Regions from separate parts of the Oryctolagus cuniculus genome. Here region 1 is linked to region 2. The links are chromatin contacts, called in public Micro-C maps. All regions are on one chromosome and are shown on one strand. The core of a region is the stretch at or near the end of the contact, and the rest is flanking DNA. Distances in the headings are between cores, read along the strand shown. Region 1 holds the start of LRRC58 (leucine rich repeat containing 58). Region 2 holds the start of LOC103350545 (transcription factor SOX-4).

Region 1 (6,498 bases), core at 587-3,086, 250 kb before region 2:
GTATTCAACTTGCTCCCAGGAGGCATCTTTATTATTGGGAATATCTTTTCCCCTTTAATTTCAATGATTTGTAAACTTAATAATTCTATTTTTGAATCACATTCAAATTATTTTCCTCATTTTACATTATTCTTTATCACATTCTCAAAGCATAGAACTTTATTATTATTATTAAAGGTTTATTTATTTAAAAGGCAGTTACAGAGAAGCAGAAGCAGAGGCAGAGAGAGAGAGGGAGAGAGAGATAGAGTCTTCCATCTGCTGGTTCACTCGCCAAGTGGCTGCTCAATGGCCAGAGCTGGGCCGACCCAAAGCCAGGAGCCAGAGCTTTTTCTGGGTCTCCCATGCAGATGCAGGGTCCCAAGGACTTGGGTCATCCTCTACTGCTTTCCCAGGCCATAGCACAGAGCTGGATCAGAAGTGGAGCAGCTGGGACTCGAAGCGGCGTCCATATGGGGTGCAGACACTGCAAGTGGCGGCTTTACCCACTAGGCCAAAGCACTGGCCCCTATTAATTGCTATTAATATTATTTATTTTAAAGAGTTACAGAGAAAGGAAAGAGAGAAAGAGATCTTCCAACTGCTGGTTCACTTCCCAAATGACCACAAGAGCCAGGGCTGGGCTTGGCCGGAGCCAGGAGCTTCTTCCGGGTCTCCCATGTGGGTGCAGGGGCCCAGGGACTGCTGCTTTCCCAGGCTCACTAGAGCAGGGATCTGGATCGGAAGTGGAGCAGCCAGGACTGGAACCAGTGCCAACTTGGGATACCGTAAGTGCAGGTAGTGGCTTAACCTGCTGAGTCACAGTGCTGGCCCCAGAACACTATTAGTTTAAAATCATTGCAGTTTTCACATACTAGGGCAACTGCCAGAATGTTAGCTCGATCCAAAACAAGGCCTATTTTATAAAGGACTCTTTCAAGCAGGAGACTCCAGAATGTAGGTTTTACAAACATTCCACCCTTGGATTAAATTGAGTTTATCCTCCAGTGACTACAATTCAACCAGAAGTGAAAGTTAGGTTCTGGCTAAGAGACATAACATTTCTCAAATGACTGGCAAGAAAAACTTTTATCCTTCTTTCTTTAGGAGAAAAGCAACTTAATGTCATTGACTACAACCAATCATTTAAGTTTCTTATTCATACGCTTTGCCAGAAAATGAAAAAGCACAGTATTTTTCTCATTCCTACTCATGACTTGTAAACATTCTAAAAAGTAATTTCAGAAAACACTGAGTTTGGAACAAAGATGAAAATATATCACTTAAAATTACCAAATTAAAGCCAGTTAGGATTTTTCCACCACGATTGTCAGATTCATTCTTAATCACAATTTAGAGCAACGACCAGAGGTGCAAGTACAATTAGGATAGGCAAAACGTCCTTACTTGCCATATCTCTAGACTTTTTTTCGTTTTAAAACAATCCTTTACCGCAAGTAGCCTAGGTATTACCCGTATTTTATGGCTGGAATCCCTGAAATCAAAACCCTCGTCCAAAGCCACCAGGCTATTTAATAACAGGGTTCTGATTTCTAGCCCAGCTATTGCCCTTTGTTAATTCCCAGACTTCTAATGCCTTGGGTTGGCTGTGACCAAGTTGAACCACACGAAATTCCTGAGTTCTCAAAGAACCCTGCAGTCCAGGGGCCCCAGTCCGCACGGGGCGACCGAGTGGGCGGCGCGCCCATGACGCGCGGACCCATAGGCCAGATAACCAGTCTCCTGCGGCTGTTTACAGGGGCGGTCCTGGCGCCTGGGGGCAGGGCAGCAGCCTCCAGCCCCTATAAAGCCGAGCCGCCCGGGCCGGCCCCCAGCCAAAGGACAACGGAGCGGGCCCGGGACGGCTACCCCAGCGCCGCGCGCCCCCACGCCGCCCTCTCTGGCCGCCCGCGCCGTGCGCCACGTGAGGCGGAGCCCGCCCCCGAGCAGCGCGCGCACCGCGGCGCCTCGCGTCGCGTGACTCGGCCAGGGCGCGCGGGGTTAGCGGCCGCCCGCGCCACTTCCGACGCAGCCGTCGGTTCAGGTTCCGGGGCGCAGCGGCGCGCCAGGCCTGGGGATCGCCGCGCAGGGCGGTGGCCAGGATGGAGGAGGCCGGAGCGGGGGTGGCCACGAACGGGGAAGCAGAACTGAACTGGTCCCGCCTCAGCGTGTCTCTCGAGACGCTCGAGTCGGAGCTGGAGGCGCGGGGCGAGGAGCGGCGGGGCACGCGGGAGGCGCTGCTGCGGCTGCTGCTGCCCCACAACCGTCTGGTGTCGCTGCCGCGGGCGCTGGGCAGCGGCTTTCCGCACCTCCAGCTGCTGGACGTGAGCGGCAACGCGTTGACCGCGCTCGGGCCGGAGCTGCTGGCGCTGCGCGGCCTGCGCACGCTGCTGGCCAGGAACAACCGCCTCGGCGGGCCTGGTGCGTTGCCCAAGGGCCTGGCCCAGTCCCCGCTCCGCCACAGCCTCCAGGTGCTCAACCTCAGCGGCAACTGCTTCCAGGAGGTGCCCCCCTCGCTGCTGGAGCTGCGCGCGCTGCAGACCCTCAGCCTGGGCGGCAACCAGCTGCAGAGCATCCCTGCCGAGATCGAGAACTTGCAGAGGTGAGCGGGGGCCCTGCCAGGGGCCGGGTGAGGGTGGGGGCTAGGAGAGCCTGGGGCGGGGTCTGGGGACCCCGTGACCCCGAGCCTGGGCGCCCTGCGTTTGTCATTAACTCTTCTTCCAGGCTCTCTTTTACCTGTTGGGTGGTCAGTCAAGCCCGACCGGCCCAGCAAATTGCAGTAAAGGTATCCTAAGATTGCGTTTGCAACACCGTTTGCTTCTTGCTTTTGATCTAAGCAGATTTGCAAAGCAGTTTTTTTCTCTTCTTCCTTAGGTGTGGAGAGTGATCTGAACTGCTACTCCAGATGGTGTAAATCTTACTTGCTCAAAAGCCTCTCTACCTATAGGTCAAAGGACATGCCCCTTAGCATGACCTGACTTTCCATTGCATTGCCAATTCTCTCTTCCCTGTAGCAAGAGAAGCACTGTTCGTTTGTGGAGCTCAGTGAGCCATGCACGTTCCCAGCATATAGGGGAAGCTGCCCGCAGGCACCCGGTGGCACCTAGTGGGTACTAAATAAGTATGTATGGAATAGATGCATTGTCTCTGCATGTGCTGTTCTCTTTGCCTGGAATGAGTTTTTTTTTGCTTGGCAAACTCCTATTCATCTTTCAGAACCTGTCTCAAGGGTCACCTCCGTGATTTCCTCCTTTAATGCTCCCTGGACAACTATTCCCTAAAGTGTGCTTCTGTACCTCATTCATCCCACCATTACCTTTACCTTACTGAATATTATTCCTTGTCTTTGGAGGCTGCCTGCCTCAACCTTACTGGATTTTTCAGTTAATGGAAGGAGGCAGAGACGCAAAATAAGAAAAGTCGCCAAAAGGTGCCCCAAGCGGGAGAGGGAAATCCAGAGTGAAAACAGAAGGGTCTTCTGCTTTTAAAACATTTTCATACCCTTTCTTGAATTTTCAACAACAACAGGATCTTATCTCTGAATGAGACCTCAGAGTTAAGTGTAATGAGAAGACCATTGGCCTGGGAATAAGAACTCTTGGTGTCCCAGCCTTGGGCAAATCACTTAACATAGCCTACCATGGCTTCCTAATCTGCAAATGAGGCACTTGGACAAGATGTCCTTTTGTTCACCTTTCAGCAGATGCTGACGGAGTTGCTGGAGTTGCTACAGGTGTCGGGCACTGTCCCAGGTGCTGGGGGTGTGGTGGTGGACATGGTCTTCCCCTCATGGAGCTGACAAACCAGTGGAGAAGACGGACATTCAACAACTGACTATAAGCCTAATTATAATTACAATGGCTATAAGTTCTAGAAGACATGTAAGATGTCTTGAAACAAAATAGCAGGGAAACCTGACATATTTTGGTCCTTGAACAAGTGACATTTGAATTAAGCTTTTGAAGGAAGGCTAAGAATAACTGGGGGTGGCAGACATAGGGATCAGCCCTGTTGGAAGGAACTGCATATGTGAAAGCTCAGAGGCAAGAAGGAGAGTAGCCAAAAATCTGAAGGGTAGACATGGGACATACTAGGAAGTGATCGAGAGAGAAAGTGGCCAGTCAGGCCATGGTAGATCCTGAGGGAGGTGGTGAAGTTTGGATTTTATTTCAAGTGCACATGGAAGAGTTCTAAGCACCTGTGTCTTGTTGCTGTGCAAGACTGAAGTAGGGAGAGGGTGGTGAGATGAGAGACATTCGAGGCCATCCATTAGGGTGAGAGATGATGGCTTATGCCAGGATGATATCTGGAGAGATGGTAAGACAGAAAAGTGGGAGAGAGCTTTAGAGATAAAAGTGATAGGCCTTGGTTCCTTTGGATTTTAGTGTTAGGTGTTTCCAACCTTCTCAATTTGAATTTTCTCAATAGAAGAGGAACCCAGTGCAAGTGTTAGTTCCATGACATGGTTAAAAAGGTAGATAGGCAAATGATGCAGCAGGCTGTCATAGGTGCTCTAAATATATTTTTCCTGCCTTATTATTTTATAGGATATTATCTTTTTTGAAGTGATATGTATTTTTATTTATTTCTTATTACCAAGAAGCCTTCTATTTAAGGAATGCATTTCATATATACAGATTCAGGAACATTCTTCCCACCCTACCCTCCTGCCCACCCATGCTCCCGCCCTTCTTCCTCCTCCCTCTCCTATTCCCATTCTTATTTTTTACAAAGATCTATTTTCAGTTAACTTTATACTCCTAAGATTAACCCTACACTAAGTAAAGAGTTCAACAAATAGAATGAAAAAAAAAAAAAAGACATTGTTCCTCAACAGTTGAGACAAGGGCTATTCAAAATCATCTCATCTCAAAGTATCAATTTCACTTCTATAGATTACATTTTGGGTGCTCTATTAGTTACCACAGATCAGAGAGAATATAGAATATTCGTCTTTTTGGGACTGGCTTCTAAATATCCTTTTAATTCTCACAATGGTCTATGAGATGACATACACCCCTCCCCGCCTTTGAGAGGAAGAATTTGAGGCTCAGAGAAACAAAGTCACAAGATGGCAAATGTGTAGTAAGTGGTAGGACTAAATTTGGCCTCTGGAGTCTCTGACTGCAAGCCATGAATTTTCCACAGTGGCAGAGGAGGACTGGAGCCTGAATCTTTGAGTGACTGCTGTGCACTAAATGCAATCAGGGGCATTGATCACAGCATTGGTACGGCCTGCTTACCCCTGTTTTCTGAGCTGACAGCTGTGCACCTGTGTTTATTGATCATTGTGCCTTTGGCTCTAGGAATGTGGGATCTTTGCTATCAATTTTTTCATTTTTCAGCTTTATGCTCTTACTTTTTTTTAGTGATAAGAAACATTAGGAGTTTAGCCCATAAAGGGTCATGTAGAAATGTACTCCAAGAGATAGAAACAGCCTTGGTGATAGTCTGATTCAAACCCTGCCTCTGCACCCCTCCTTTTTATGGGTGATTGTTTCATCATTTATTATTGGTGACTTGCTTGAGGCCAGATAGCCACAGAGTTAGCTGATTCAATCCTCAAAGACTGCTAAATATTCACTACTAAAATACAGCATCAAAATTTCAAAATGTAGAAGTAGGGGTTCAGTTATTTAAACCATGGGGTAACTGTTCAAGAACTCCATCTTCTCGTAGAAGATACATGAGTTCTCTAAGCCTCATTGGTGGGAGTTCTGATGTGTAGTATACCATGTTCATTCTTAAACCGGGTCTAGTGTTTAGGCAAATAAGAAGCTACCTGTCCTCTTTAAGAGCCATTGTTGGGGGCTGGCACTGTGGCATAGTGGGTTAAAGCCATGGTCTACAGTGCCAGCATCCCATGTGGGTACTAGTTCAAGTCCTGGCTGCTCCACTTCTGATCCAGCTCTCTGCTAATGCACCTGGAAAAGCAGCAGGGGATGACCCAAGTCCTTGGGCCTCTGCACCCAAGTGGGAGACCTGGAAAAAGCTCCTGGTTTTTGGCTTGGTCCAGCTTGGTTGTTGCAGCCACTGGAAGAGTGAACCAGTGGATAGAAGATCTCTCTGTCTTGCCTCTTTCTCTGTAACTCTTGTCTTTCAAATAAATAAATCTATTTTTAAAAAGCAATTTTTAAAAGAATGAGTAATAGATAATACAGGAACACTGACCTTTTTCTCCTACCCTTCATTTTTCCAGGAAGGAATAACAGATAAATGTTCTTGGTTTAACTGATGTCATTGATCTCTGCAGATTTAGCAGGATGTCTTTAGTTGTGGGTTTGTTTTGCTTTTTTTTTGGGGGGGGGGACCTTGGTTTTTTAAAAATTTTTTATTTTTTTATTTACTTGAGAGGTAAGAGTTACAGACAGTGAGAGGAAGAGACAGAGAGTAAGGTCTTCCTTCTGTTGGTTCACTCCCCAAATAGCCGCAATGGCTGGAGCTGTGCCAATCCAAAACCAGAATCCAGGAGCTTCTTCCCGGTCTCCCATGCGGGTGCAGGGGCCCAAGCACTTGAGC
Region 2 (6,742 bases), core at 2,375-4,874:
GCTTCAACAAAATAAAGTGTACCTTATAATCTATGTGTTCCTTTATTATTAATCCCGCCTTCAGGGGCCAGTGTTGTGGTGCAGGTTAAGCTGTGACTTTCGACACCCGCAGAGAGGTGAGGACTATGTACAAGAAAGAGGTATGTGAACCTTGGTTCTGCATTTTAGTTTTGTGAACCTTGGGTAAGTTAGTGAACCTTTACTGCGCCTCAGTTTCCACATGCAAAAATTGCAAGTGATAACAGTACTTAACTTCACAGGATTATTTTAAAGTTTAAGAGGGTTATGCACAAGGAACTGAAGAGCGCATTGGAACACTGATACACTGTAAACAATAAATATTAACTGTTAAAATTATTATGACTTTTTATGTGATTAACAGCATATGACAGGTAGAGTAGGTTTGAAAGTTCAGAGAAAATGACAGAATGTTGTTTTCAATAGTTCTGTATTCTCACACAAACTTTGTCCTCAAGTCCTAATTTTAGACTGAAATACACCCTTTTTTCTCCTATAAAATTTCCCACACTTGGTCAGGTCTTTTAAACAATATCAGTTCAAAATATTGGAAGGCAGGACAGCAAAACTAATTATAACCTTAAAGTGGACTACTTTTGTATTTATATACAAACAACCGTGTTTCCAATTTGTATAATTAAACATTTGTTATTTATTTTCCTGCTGGTGTAACTGTGAACAGGGATGGGAAGTACAGAAGGAGGCAGGATTTAAAGCTTTGCATCACAGGACATTCAGGAAACAGTGGCAAAGGTCTTTCATAATAGCATGGAGAGGCACGATTAAGATGACAGAGTTGCCAAGCACTGAGTTTGCTTTTAACATTCTTTACCCTCCCCCATAGCATCCATGACCTCATGTTCTCTTTTAATTGCAAAGAACAAGAGTCTCTACTGCTATAAAAATGCAATCTTAGGTTTGAGATTACAAATTGATTGCCTATTGGTCACATCTAGCCTGAGATGTTTTTAGTTTGGCCTGCAGGGTTTTAAAATGCTAGTAGCCAATACTTAAAAAATCCAGAGACTCTGCACAAAAATCCAACTTCAAGGTTTCTTTTGGAATAAAACCGAGTGTCTCTGAACAGAACCAACATTTTGCAAGGGCAACAACCCGCTCGCACTCAGCAGCTAGTCCCTTTAGTTAAGCATGTAAGCTCTAATTTGTCATATTCCCTATCATCCCCCACTGTCTTGCACCAGGCCAGTCTCATTTGTTTTCCTGCAAGCCCTATCTAGACTTTCCTGTCTCCCATCAAAGGTTACTTCCTTACCTCTCAAGCCCTTCATTAGTTCTGCAAAGCAGCAGCCAGGTAATCTGATCAAGTATGGGTTCTTTCACAGGTGCTTTCTGGAGATAGCATCTTAACAGAAAGGGATGACTCTGCAGGTGGAAATGACAGGCGCCACTGGATTACAGTCGGGATGGCAACTGCCCCCTCTACGTTCTCTGCTGTCCTAACACAGCCCCACCTTACTGGACGAAAGGAACTGCTTCTCTGGCAGAACAATAGACACTGGTTTATGTGTGAGGCCTTCTCCGAAACCACTTCTATAGTTCAGTGAGGCTCCCAAAGACCCAAAGCTACTATGGGCTCTTCCGACTCCCCGTTGCCTCGGAGGCTTCAGGAAATCCGGCTTGACCGCATTTCCCCTCACCTGCTTTCGGGGCCAGTTCTGAGCCGGGCGGTCGCGCCCAAGGAGCGCGCGCATCCAGCATGAGCTCATCTTTCGGGGGGCGTTTCCAGAAGGCCCGGCCCGGGCGCGCGCACCAACCACAGTGAACCCCACTCTGTCAATGGCCCCGGACAGGGCGAGGCGCGGCCGCCCATAGGCGCTACCTCTCTGGAAGCTTTGTTCGTACTTTAGCATCTGAGGGCTCGCACCCCGCTGGGGAGACCCCTTCGTCCGTCAGGCCCTTTCAGGAAAGACGCCGCTGACACTCGGCAGGCGCGATCTCGGGCTGAGGGCAGAGCCAGCCGCGCCCCGCGGAGAGCCTCTCGTGGGCGGGGGGAGCCCCTGGACCCTCTGCTCATTTGAGCGCGCCTCAGAAACCGGCCCCGCCGACCGCAGCAGTTTCGGACGGCTGAGGGGAGGGCTCGTGCTTCCTTAACTGCGGTTTCCACACCGGTCGGGAGCAGCCACAAGCGAGCCCGACACACAAGTCCGCCGCAGCCCAGTCAAGCTTCTCTCAGCTCCTGGGACCGCCGCCGAAGGCCAAACGCCAATCACGCTGCAGCTAGGTCTTGCGATTGGATGGCAGTCAGGGCCCATTGGCCACCGCTAAGGGTTTCGGCCTCCCTCCCTTTCTCTTTCGCCACCCCTCCCGGCTCCAAAGCTTCCGGCCAATGAGACGGCACCTTATAGACATCCTCCCTCCGCTTTCCTCGCCCCACCTTGGCGAGGGGGGAGGTCTTCTGACTGGCCACATGTCCTCGGAAGCCCCCTGCCCTTCGCCAATCATCGAGGGAGGTTCACTCCCAGCGGAGTTTTCCAGCCAATTACGAAGCAGCCCCAACTCGCAGCCCTGCAGCTTCACCAGCGACTCTGGGTTTCACCGTCCTTAACTCTTTAATGCTTATTCGCGAGGGCGACGACTGTGATTGGCCCCTGTTGCCCTCGTCTAATTTGTCCTCCAGCCAGCCACAGAACAAGCCGAATCCACCTTCTTTCCGTTCGGATGCCTTCGGCATTTTCCGCTCTCTAGGCGAGGCTTCCCGGGGGCCCATTCTAATTGGCTCTTCAGGCCGATCGGCTTTTTCCGGGAGGAGCCGTAAAGAAACGACGCCCGTGATTGGCTTCGCTGGGGGTTCGGCTCCGCCGCCGAAGAGGGCGGGCGTTGGGCTCGGCCGGCGATTCCCAGACGCCTGTTACGCGGGCGGCGGGGCGCGGGGCGGTATAAGGCTGGGTGGGGGAGGAAGGAGGCGGAGGACGAGTAGGAGGCGGGGAGAGGGAGGGGGAGGGGGGAAGGCGCTAGGCGGCTGCGCAGACGGAGCTCCTCACACAGAGCAGCCCCCGACCCGGGCGAATGCGGGTTTGTGCTGCCGCTGCCGCTGCCGCCGCCGCCGCCCGGGCCGAGTGACAAAGGAAGGAAGGAAGCGAGGAGGAGCCGGCCCCGCAGCCGCTGACAGGGCTCCGGACTGGGGGCACAGCACGGACACTTCCTCAGCGGACACGGAGCTGAGGCGCGGGGCGTGAGGGCGGCCGCGCTGGTGCTTTGGACGGGGGAGGGGGCCCCGAGGGAGACGGAAGCGGTTGCCGGGTTCCCATGTCCCCGGCGTATGGGGAGCAGTCGAGGAGCCGCTGCCTGGGGTCTGAAGGGAGCTGCCTCCGCCACCGCCGCCGCCATGGCCGCTGGATCCAGCCGCCGCCTGCAGCTGCTCCTGGCGCAATGAGGAGAGGAGCCGCCGCCGCCGCCCGCCTCTGACTGACTCGCGACGCCGCCGCCCTCCAGGACGCCGGGCCCCCGCCGGATCCCGCCGCTGCCGGAGCCGCAGCGTTTCCCGTCGCATCTCCGAGCCGCCCCCTCCCTCTCCCTCCCTCCTTCCCATCCCCCCTTCTCTTCAAGCGTGAGACTCGTGATCCTTCCGCCGCTTCCCTTCTTCATTGACTCGGAAAAAAATCCCCGAGGAAAATATAAAATCCAAAGTACTTATTTTCAATCAAGTATTTGTCCCCATTTCACGTGATTTTTTTTAAGGAGTCCCCCCTCCCAGGAAAGGGAGGGGAAAGAATTGTGTTTTTTTTTTCCCCTCCCCCAGCCCCAAATCATCTATATGTTAAATATCCGTACGGATCCGTCTTGAAGGAGAATACATCGCTCGTGTTTTTTTTTTTTTTTTTTTTTTTTTTAATATAGCTATACAAAAGAAGTGAAAAGCCAAGAGGACGAAGTCTTTTTTTTTCCTTTCTTGTGGGAGAACTTAATGCTGCATTTATCATTAACCTAACACCCCAATATAAAACAAAAGGAAGAAAAGGAGGAAGGAAGGAAAAGGTGATTCGGGAAGAGAGTGATCATGTCAGGGCGGCCCAGAACCACCTCCTTTGCGGAGAGCTGCAAGCCAGTGCAGCAGCCTTCAGCTTTTGGCAGCATGAAAGTTAGCAGTGAGTATTGATTTTATTTTACACCCCTTCTCCGTCTCACCCCTAAAATAAGCAACCTCGAAGTCCTAGAACCTTAACATACTAGACCTGATGGAACACTCACCAGAGCTAATGGAAAAGAGCAAGACCTGTCTTCAGTCGAGGATGAGGCAGCTCCCTCTTTTCTCCTCCCATAACCCCCTCCCTCGGTCTCATTAACCTTGAGTTCAGAGAGTACGATTTTTATTTCGATGATTCGATTTGAAACGTTTCTTGTGCTTTCCTTGCTACTGATGGTCGCCTTTATCCAGTGCTTGGGTGTTTCCACTTGGAAATTGTGATGGAAGCGTTTGCTTGCCGACCCTTTTGAATAAAGAGGACTAAACGACTCATAAACCATTATGTGCATTTGCAGAGTGTTTGTCTTTTGGAACGAGGGAGGAAATTCTGGTTAGCTCAAGTCTCGGGTTATCACAGCTTTGTGTACTTCATGGAGACATGAAATGTCCCAGTCTCCTAACGTTTCTCTTCGTGCTGGTGTAACTATACAAAGTATTTGTTCTTAACCTGGGGATGAACTTGCTCAGTAACCAGCATTCATGTGTGGAGGTGATCATCGCTCCCTCCCTTTACAAGGGGCTGATGGGAACAGATAAATATCCAGCAGCAGTAGCATCTCCAAATACATTGTCTTGAATTGGATAAGTGGTTTAATCTGTTATCTCTTAACCTTCCTGTTTTGGCATTACCAATCTGCCACCATATAATTTGTTTAATCAAAAGGTAACTTGGAAGGAGGTCCAAGTTTTGATTGAGGCGTATGTTGTCATAATGCCAGATACTAAGTTAAATGTTAATTGTCACTGACTCATTGTCATTTAAGTTCAATTTTGACGTGCTGTTGCATTTGTTACTTGTTAAAATATTCTAGAGTACAGAGGATTCCTTTTTAGGAATACTTAAAATATCCTTGCATCAGTTTTCTTGTAGATAAGATTGAATTTAGTTAGAGGAACATAGATTTAGTCCTTTCCATCATAGTTTTTGCAGAAGGTTGTCCTTCTGGAAATGGTAGGGCTGTCTGGGATGTGGTCTCAGGGTTGTTACCAGACTGTACTTTCACAAAGTCTGTTTTCTTGAGGTGTTTGTTATACTAAGTATCCAGTGATCCCACAGAGCTCTGTTTGTGAAGGGGTTTGTGTGGCAATTAATGGCAGGTTATTTAAATATACTTCCAGATTTTGACAAAAAAAAATGTTTATATTGTTTCCTTATTCTCTGAGAAAGGGGCATGAAGAGGGCAAACTATTTTGTTGCCTAGAGGAGCTAAGAGAACTGAAGAGCCTTAAACAGTAGATTCTGTTATGTGGACTTGATTACATCCTTAAGCAATATAAAATGTTTACTTTTAATTGAACTCAAGATTCCAATCACTTTGGCTTTTGGAACTTGCCTGAAACAGGATAGTCCAAGGTAATAGCTGAATGGGAGATTATTTTTGAGTTAATTTTTTTTTCAGTGACTAGCTAGTAGAGAATGCAGAGTATGTAAAGAGGGAAGCTGATTATGCATCTTTTTAGAGAAGGGTCATGCTTTCTAAGCCCTTCATGGGGTCATTTGAAAGAAGTTTTTTATTCTGGGGGTAATTTTTAGCTATGATGAAGCAAATATTACAATAGCTAATTAAGAGCCTCTTGTGATACTGCAGTGATTGTATGTTTTACATCTTGGTAATAATTAAAAAACACTGAAAGTCAGTTTTAGGAATATAATTATTAGATGTATTTCAGAGATCTATAATGCTAGTGTATAATGCTAAATTCTGGGATTTTATATTTTGTTTCTAGGATTTTCTTTGAAGATGACTCCTTAATTCTTGATGGCATACATGTTGACCAAGAATGGTGTGATTTTTGTAAAGTATGTAGGTTAAAATGTTTGATTTTCTGTTATCATGTCCTTCAACTTAATATTTAAAAAGTTGGAATTTATTGCTGAATATGCATTTTTGATAAGCCTAGCTTTAGGGATATTTAGAAGAAAGGGGAGTCATTAGGCATTTGTTAGGTGCTGGTGTTTTCAGGACCCATGTTCAAAAGAGATACATATGAAATTATAGTCCTTGGCTTCAAAAAAAGCTGGTCACTTAGTAGTAGAGGCAATTTATGGGAAAAACAATGAAAACAATGGCATTACGACTGCAAGGCAAAATACAAATTGAATCCTTTGTTCAGAGGGACAAAGAATAAAGGGGTGAGACATGCATTGGAGGGAGAAGGCTTCCTGTAGAGAAGGTGTGCTTTTAAGACAGGTGTTAAAGAAGGCTGTGTCTTGAATTGGTGGAGAAGCATGAAAGATTCTAGGTGAAAGGACTCCAGGCACAGAGATGGTGAGTTTTGTAGGAGAGGCAATAAATAAGCTGGTAAATCTGAATTATAAAAGCCTAAGTAGGAAAATAACAGGTAAAATTTGAGAAATATTGGAAGGATAGCTGACAGAGGGCAAGGGGTCTGAAAAAGTTTGACATTCATGAGAGCTCTGAACAGTTTTTTTTTTTTATAAACTTTATTTATTTTAATTTTATTGGAAAGGCAGAGAGACAGATCTTCTCATCTGCTGCTTCACTCCACAAATGGTCA

The links. Hi-C and Micro-C count contacts between places; a contact is called where the count stands out from the background.
Region 1: a contact with region 2 is called in a Micro-C map of ear pinna, with 2.9 times the contacts expected there. The contact joins the promoter of LRRC58 here to the promoter of LOC103350545 in region 2. A contact is called at or near these places in 2 of 6 Hi-C or Micro-C datasets (ear pinna and an unstated tissue).

The regions. Positions count from the first base shown.
Region 1 is chr4:76,796,526-76,803,023 of mOryCun1.1, reverse strand. It overlaps LRRC58 (leucine rich repeat containing 58), which reads left to right and starts at 1,836. Exons shown (of 4, transcript XM_002716657.5): 1 at 1,836-2,581. The coding sequence starts at 2,082.
Region 2 is chr4:76,548,064-76,554,805 of mOryCun1.1, reverse strand. LOC103350545 (transcription factor SOX-4) reads right to left here and starts at 3,624. Exons shown (of 3, transcript XM_070072191.1): 1 at 2,414-3,624; 2 at 1,292-1,401. The coding sequence starts at 3,624. The coding sequence ends at 2,641. It overlaps GSK3B (glycogen synthase kinase 3 beta), which reads left to right and starts at 3,835. Exons shown (of 11, transcript XM_002716661.5): 1 at 3,835-4,124. The coding sequence starts at 4,037.